Linked DNA regions of Mus musculus: region 1 is linked to region 2. The links are chromatin contacts, called in public HiChIP or PLAC-seq maps. All regions are on one chromosome and are shown on one strand. The core of a region is the stretch at or near the end of the contact, and the rest is flanking DNA. Distances in the headings are between cores, read along the strand shown. Region 1 has its middle 36 kb from the start of Tcl1. Region 2 holds the start of Tcl1 (T cell lymphoma breakpoint 1).

Region 1 (2,907 bases), core at 98-2,597, 36 kb before region 2:
CCATCATGTGACAAATGGGACCTTATAAAATGTAAACGCTTCTGTCTGCAGAGGAAGCCATCAACCAAGGAAACCCAAAGGCCAGAAGAGGATCTTTGCCAACTACACATCTCATAGAGGATTAATATTCAGAACATGTAAAGGGCTAGAAACACAATCAAGGGCTGGAGAGATGGCTCAGAGGTTCAGAGCAATTCCCAGCAACTGCACGGTGTCTCACAACCATCTCTAATGGGATCTGATGCCCTCTTCTTGAATGTAGGTGTACATGGGATTGAGCACTCATATACATAAAATAAATAAGTAAATCTTTTTAAAAGATTTAAGAAAAAAAAAAACAATAAAGAAAACAGATGAGAAAGCTTAAAAAAAAAAAAAGAGTATAGTCCCGAACATAGAGTTCTCAAAAGAAGAAGCAAAAATGGCTAAGAAATATCTCAAAAATTGCTCAAGGTCCTTAGCAATCAGGAAAAGGCACATTGAAACTACTTGGAGATCTCCCTCACCCCTGTCAGAATGACTGACATCAAGGATGTGAGGAAAGAGGAATACGTACCCCTTCTGATGGCCTCCCAAACTTCTATTGCCAACGTGGAAATCGCTGTGGAGTATCCCCAAAAAGCTCAAGGTGCATCTGCCACATGACCCAACAATCCCGCTCCTTGGCACGCGCCAAAAGGACCCAAAAGGACTCTATTGCCTCTCTATTCATATAAACTAGGAAATTGAAACAACAGAAATGTGGAGGAGGAAGGGGCGGGGAGGGGGGGGAAGGGGAGGGAAGGAGGGGAGGGGAGGGGAGGGGAGGGGAGGGGAGGGGAGGGGAGAGAGGGGAGGGGAGAGAGGGGAGAGAGGGGAGAGAGGGGAGGGGAGGGGAGAGAGAAGAGGGGAGGGGAGAGGGGGAGGGAAGGAGTGGCTCGGCCAGAGGTTCAACTGCTCTACATTTACATCTGAATCATGCAGGTGTCCCTCTAAACATACGGTTGATATAAACTTAGCAACAAAATGCCTGGTCACTGTCATTCCTTGCTGTTGCTGCTATAGGTGCTCTGGGGGGCTCTGCCCTTCCCCCACTAGACTCCGAAGAGCTTCATTCCATTCCCTGGAGCTACAGCAATGTTTAGTTTCAATAGCTACCCAGAGGATAGTAGATGAGACGGGCAGACTCCATTTCTCTCCTCCCCAACCCCAGTACCAGCTCTGCTGAGAGGTCTCCAGACAAACTCTTCTTTGGTGACCAGGATTTCCACCTAACGGGGCAGCCACCACTTCTGGAACACTTGTTTTGCCACTCATCTGTCAACATGTCAGTGGGGAGCTGTGATTTCCTTACTCACCGTTTAGCCCACCTTTGGAACCGTGCTTAGGACAGTAGAGCTCACACATCTATTTCGTAGGACAAACACGTGATAACATAAACAGATGGCTCCGTGCAATACCAGTCGTGACCAACAGAGGGCGCTCTATCCAGAGATCGATAAATAAGTGGTGTGTGGCTTTTGTATGCCCTACTTAACTCTCTGCTTTGAAGCTTCCCAGTAGCTCCTAGCACGACTGTAGCAGTATGACAGGCCCCCATTTGGACTGGGAAAAAATGGCTTCTTCATTTTGAAGACTGAAGTGCAGGTCTACCAAGGTAGTAAAAGGTATAAATAACTCCACAGCAGACTCATCAGAATCTTTATCGGGCACTAAGCGAGAGAGTCACCCACTGAACCTGTCCCATGCAAGTCGCGATGTGTGTTGTTGTGTCTGTGTGTGTCTCTGAGTAAGTGTGTATGTGTTTGTTAAGCCAGAGTTCAAAAATTGGGCGTTTTCCTCAATTATTGTCCATTTTATTCTTTGAGACGGTTTCTGTTTTGCTAGACTGGCTGGTCAGTGAGCCCTGAGATAGATCATCTCCGACCCCCAGCACCAGAGTTACAGAGACATTCTTTCCTACCTGGCTGAGGTTTGTGGATGTTGGGAATCCAAACAGGGATTTCATGTTTGCACAACAGACAATTTACTCCCACTGCTATCTCCCCAACCCACTGTTGAATCTTTAAAGAGCACTTTGCCAACCTCACAAAACACAGGTAGAGTTGAGAGCAGGGCTGCATTCGATCTTTCTGAGCTTCAGTTTTCTTAATTACTTTGTAGCTTTGATTTTCGGTTTCCTCTGACTTGAAACATTGTATTAGATTCAGGAAGTACATAAAACTTACAAGACCCAGGAAGCTCCTGAAACTTTCAAGATCCACAAAGGCCCTCCCCAAGGTGGTATAAACAGTAGCAATTGTTGTGAGAGAAGTCTCTCCCACTTAGCTCCTTCAAGTCCTACAGTAAGCTCTAGAGATAGGGCTTTTCTGAGTCACTGCCTATGCTGGAAGGGGCTTTTGTCATGATTCAGCCGCCTCTGAGCTATCCATGCTCCTATAAGTAGCCTCTATGAACTTATTATTTGCTAAGATAGACACAGGTGGAACAGTTTCTTCAGTCTGTCATTAGTGTCCTGTCTGGGGTAAAGAGAGGTTTGCTCATATCTTTCTCCCATGGAGAAGTCCCACAATACCTGGTATACCTGAAGGAGGGGAAAGTGGCTTTTAGGGTCCCTTTGGATGCAAAATCCTATTTTCAGCAACTAGAGAAAGACTTTGTCCTTCAGAGTGGCTGAAGGTTATTAGAATCACACCACCAGCACAGAGGGGGGAAAAATAAAGGTCCCCAGAAGGCTGGGGATCTAAAAATAACAGTGTAGAGCTGCCAACCCGTCACTCTCCTCTTTGGGATGTCTGTCAGGGTGTCTTTGTCAATCTACACTCCAGTTCAGAGACTGCACAGGAGGTGATCCTGTGAGTGCCACTCACTCAGCCTGACAGGTATTCTGCTGGGACAATTCTGACACAGCACCTGAGACAGATACCT
Region 2 (2,910 bases), core at 383-2,882:
GCCAAGGACAACCTGAGTTCAATCCCGGGGTGGGAGAGGATGACTGTCTCCAAGGTGTTGTTCTCTGACCCCAACATGGCCTACACCCCACCCCACCCCCAAATACAAACACAACATAATGAATTCAAAATAAGTAATTATCCCAGCACTTGGGAGGCAGAGGCAGGTGGATTTCTGAGTTCGAGGCCAACCTGGTCTACAGAGTGAGTTCCAGGACAGCCAGGGCTATACAGAGAAACCTTGTCTCCAAATAATAATAATAATAATTATTATTATTATTATTATTATTATCATCTTATTGCTAAGGCTGTGCTCACCCAGAACCTCCACACCAAGCTTATTCCAAAAGTCTTCATTTCTCTGCAGCTCTCTGGGTCTGGCGACAAAGAGCCTATCTACAGGGAAATCAGCCTGAAAGCCTCCAGTCTGAATACTGAAGGCCAAGGTCCCTCAGAGCTGTGCTTGCTGGGTTTCAGTCTTTTCTTTGGTGTTTTTTGGTTTGGTTTGGTTTGGTTTTTCAAGACAGGGTTTCTCTGTGTAGGCCTGGCTGTCCTGGAACTCACTTTGTAGACCAGGCTGGCCTTGAACTCAGAAATCTGCCTGCCTCTGCCTCCCAAGTGCTGTGATTAAAGGCATGTGCCACCACGCCTGGCTTTCTTTGTTTTCTTCTCCCCCCCCCCCCCCCCCAATTAATCTGAACACACCTGGCTGGCCTCAGCCCATCTTGGCACATCTGGCAGATTTGACCAGATGTCCACACCTGATCATTCACTGACCTCCCAAAGACCACCAACGGCTTCCTCCACTGGTCCTCAGTGAGAGGGTGAGAGGGAACGGGCGGGTGAGGCCCAGAACCGCGAGCTGCAGGGCTGTTTGAAGCAACCCGCCTGGAGCTGGGTTTTACATGTTTTCCATTAATTTCTTAATTGCCTTAATGGACACGAGTTACTGTAAAATAAAGAGAGGTTGTTTTTCCTTATTTGTTTACAATGAGACAGTTTTGATTGAGCAACTCAGAGACTTTCCAAACCCATTGATCTTGGGCTGGGAGGGTTTCTTTTTAGGCATGGGTCTGGAATGATGCGTTCACTAAGTCCGAGCACAAAGACAGCAAACCCATGTTTTCAAAAGTAGGTTTCGCAAGGCCACAGCCGCCTCGTCAGAGCCATGGAAAAAGTCATGTGCCAAAGAGGGAGGGGACTGAACTTTGCAAAGGAAACTGGGACACCCAAAAAGGACAGACTGAAGGTGACAGAGAGAACCCGGGAGGAAGATATGTAGATGGACCTCGCAGTGAATGGCCTGCCATCGGGGTGTGGCTTGAGCAGTCACACAAAGTAGCTGACTAGGGGTCTCACCATAAGGGAAGCATAGGGCAGTGTTTCCTGACAGGACCTTTCCTGTGGCCGGGTGTACCTGGAGAAAAACAAGATCTTCTGGGGGCCTTGAAGAACCCTAGGTTTGATGGGGTCAGGTCTGCAAGCCTAGACCTTGCCCCTGTTCCAGAAGTCCACGTTGTTGTCCTGCATACCATCCTTGTGGTTCGCCCCACCCACACTACTCTGCCCCGCCCCGTTCCGCCCTGCCTCGCTCCAGGGGGCACAGGCCCACACCTGGTAGTGATAAATAGACGCGTTTCTCATGCTCACCGTGTAGGAAGCAGTTTTATCACGGACTGGCATTGCAATTTTCTGCTTCTTGCTCTTATCGGATGCCATGGCTACCCAGCGGGCACACAGGGCAGAGACACCTGCACACCCCAACCGCCTGTGGATCTGGGAGAAGCACGTGTACTTGGATGAGTTTCGTCGAAGCTGGCTGCCCGTAGTCATCAAGGTACCAACCGCCATGGGGCTAGCAGGTGGGGCAGCAGGGATATGCCCTGTCTGGGTCTGGGGGATGCTGGTAGCAGGAGACCAGGATACAGAGGGTCCCTTGTGCCTGAAACAGGAGGGCTAGGGAGACCTCAGATGAACGTCGTTTGACTCGGGCCTGTGGGCCTGGAGGAGGGTGGGAGCGCCCCGAGCTCAGTGGACAAGCCCCTCTCCCACGTTGCCTGGTGTGTGTGTGTGTGTGTGAGTGTGTGTGACTATCATTCGGGGTGAAACAAGGCTTTCCTAAACCACAAAATTGGAATATCTTTAAGGTAGCTAGTAGTATCCACTGTCAGTAATACGATTTAACCTCGTTTTGCGTGCGGAAGCCTCGGTATGGGCCTTAATGTTGGTGTTCAAAAGAAATCTCTTCTAGAGGCACCTTCCGGAAAAGTGTTCCACTTGTAAAGCCAAAGAACGCTTTAAAAGCAAACTGCTGAGATTGTGTGTGAAGCGCTAGGACCTGGGAACTGTCTCCACTCCAACCAAGGTGGGGCTTGTGAGCCTCACAGACGCAGATGCAGACATGGGGTGCCGCTAGCAGAGGGTGGAGCTTGCGAGCCTCGCGGACTCGGGGCACCGCTAGCAAACGATGGAGCCACAATTCTGGGCTCTTGAATTTACACTCTTGTTGTCATTTTACAATGCTAAATTTACATATATCTAGTTGGTTTTTCTTTTCTTTTTTTTTTTTTAACGTTAAGTCAGATGTGTGAAGACAACATGGGTGGATATTTCTTTTAAATATCAGGTTAACGGCAAGCTTTTTCACCCAAACCATGAACCAGAGAATAGCCCAGAGCTGTGATAGGCGCTGTCTGATCAGGAGCCTGGTAGCAAACGGCAGGGCAGGGTTTGTTTCCCATGACTGAGGAAGCCAGGGTTTTAAACATGTGAGCGTTCACTTGTATTAATAAGGAAAAGAGAGTAATTGATAACAGCGGTTCGATTATTGACTCATGGGCTGTGAATGGTGGCGCTTACACACCTGGCACCACCATCTGACTTAACAGATTCACCTGATCTCCTCAGGGAC

Evidence for each region. HiChIP or PLAC-seq counts read pairs in DNA pulled down with a chosen protein or histone mark.
Region 1: a contact with region 2 is called in an H3K27ac HiChIP or PLAC-seq map of embryonic stem cells, with 11 read pairs. The contact joins the enhancer-like site here to the promoter of Tcl1 in region 2. A contact is called at or near these places in 1 of 39 promoter capture datasets (pre-B cells), 1 of 15 datasets of contacts at CTCF or cohesin (embryonic stem cells), 4 of 484 Hi-C or Micro-C datasets (embryonic stem cells and stem cell-derived cardiac mesoderm), 9 of 115 datasets of contacts at active chromatin or transcription factors (double positive thymocytes and embryonic stem cells) and 4 of 9 other capture datasets (adipose tissue, embryonic stem cells, liver and 1 more).

Annotation. Positions count from the first base shown.
Region 1 is chr12:105,257,536-105,260,442 of GRCm38.p6, reverse strand. No RefSeq gene overlaps it. Among named protein-coding and RNA genes, the nearest start is that of Tcl1, 36 kb to the right of the region's middle. Within about 2 kb of position 1,347, at least 11 of the 459 cell types and tissues checked have an H3K27ac peak or open chromatin away from gene starts, as enhancers often do. A contact at or near this core is called in embryonic stem cells, where this site is marked.
Region 2 is chr12:105,221,459-105,224,368 of GRCm38.p6, reverse strand. It overlaps Tcl1 (T cell lymphoma breakpoint 1), which reads left to right and starts at 1,632. Exons shown (of 4, transcript NM_009337.3): 1 at 1,632-1,836. The coding sequence starts at 1,717.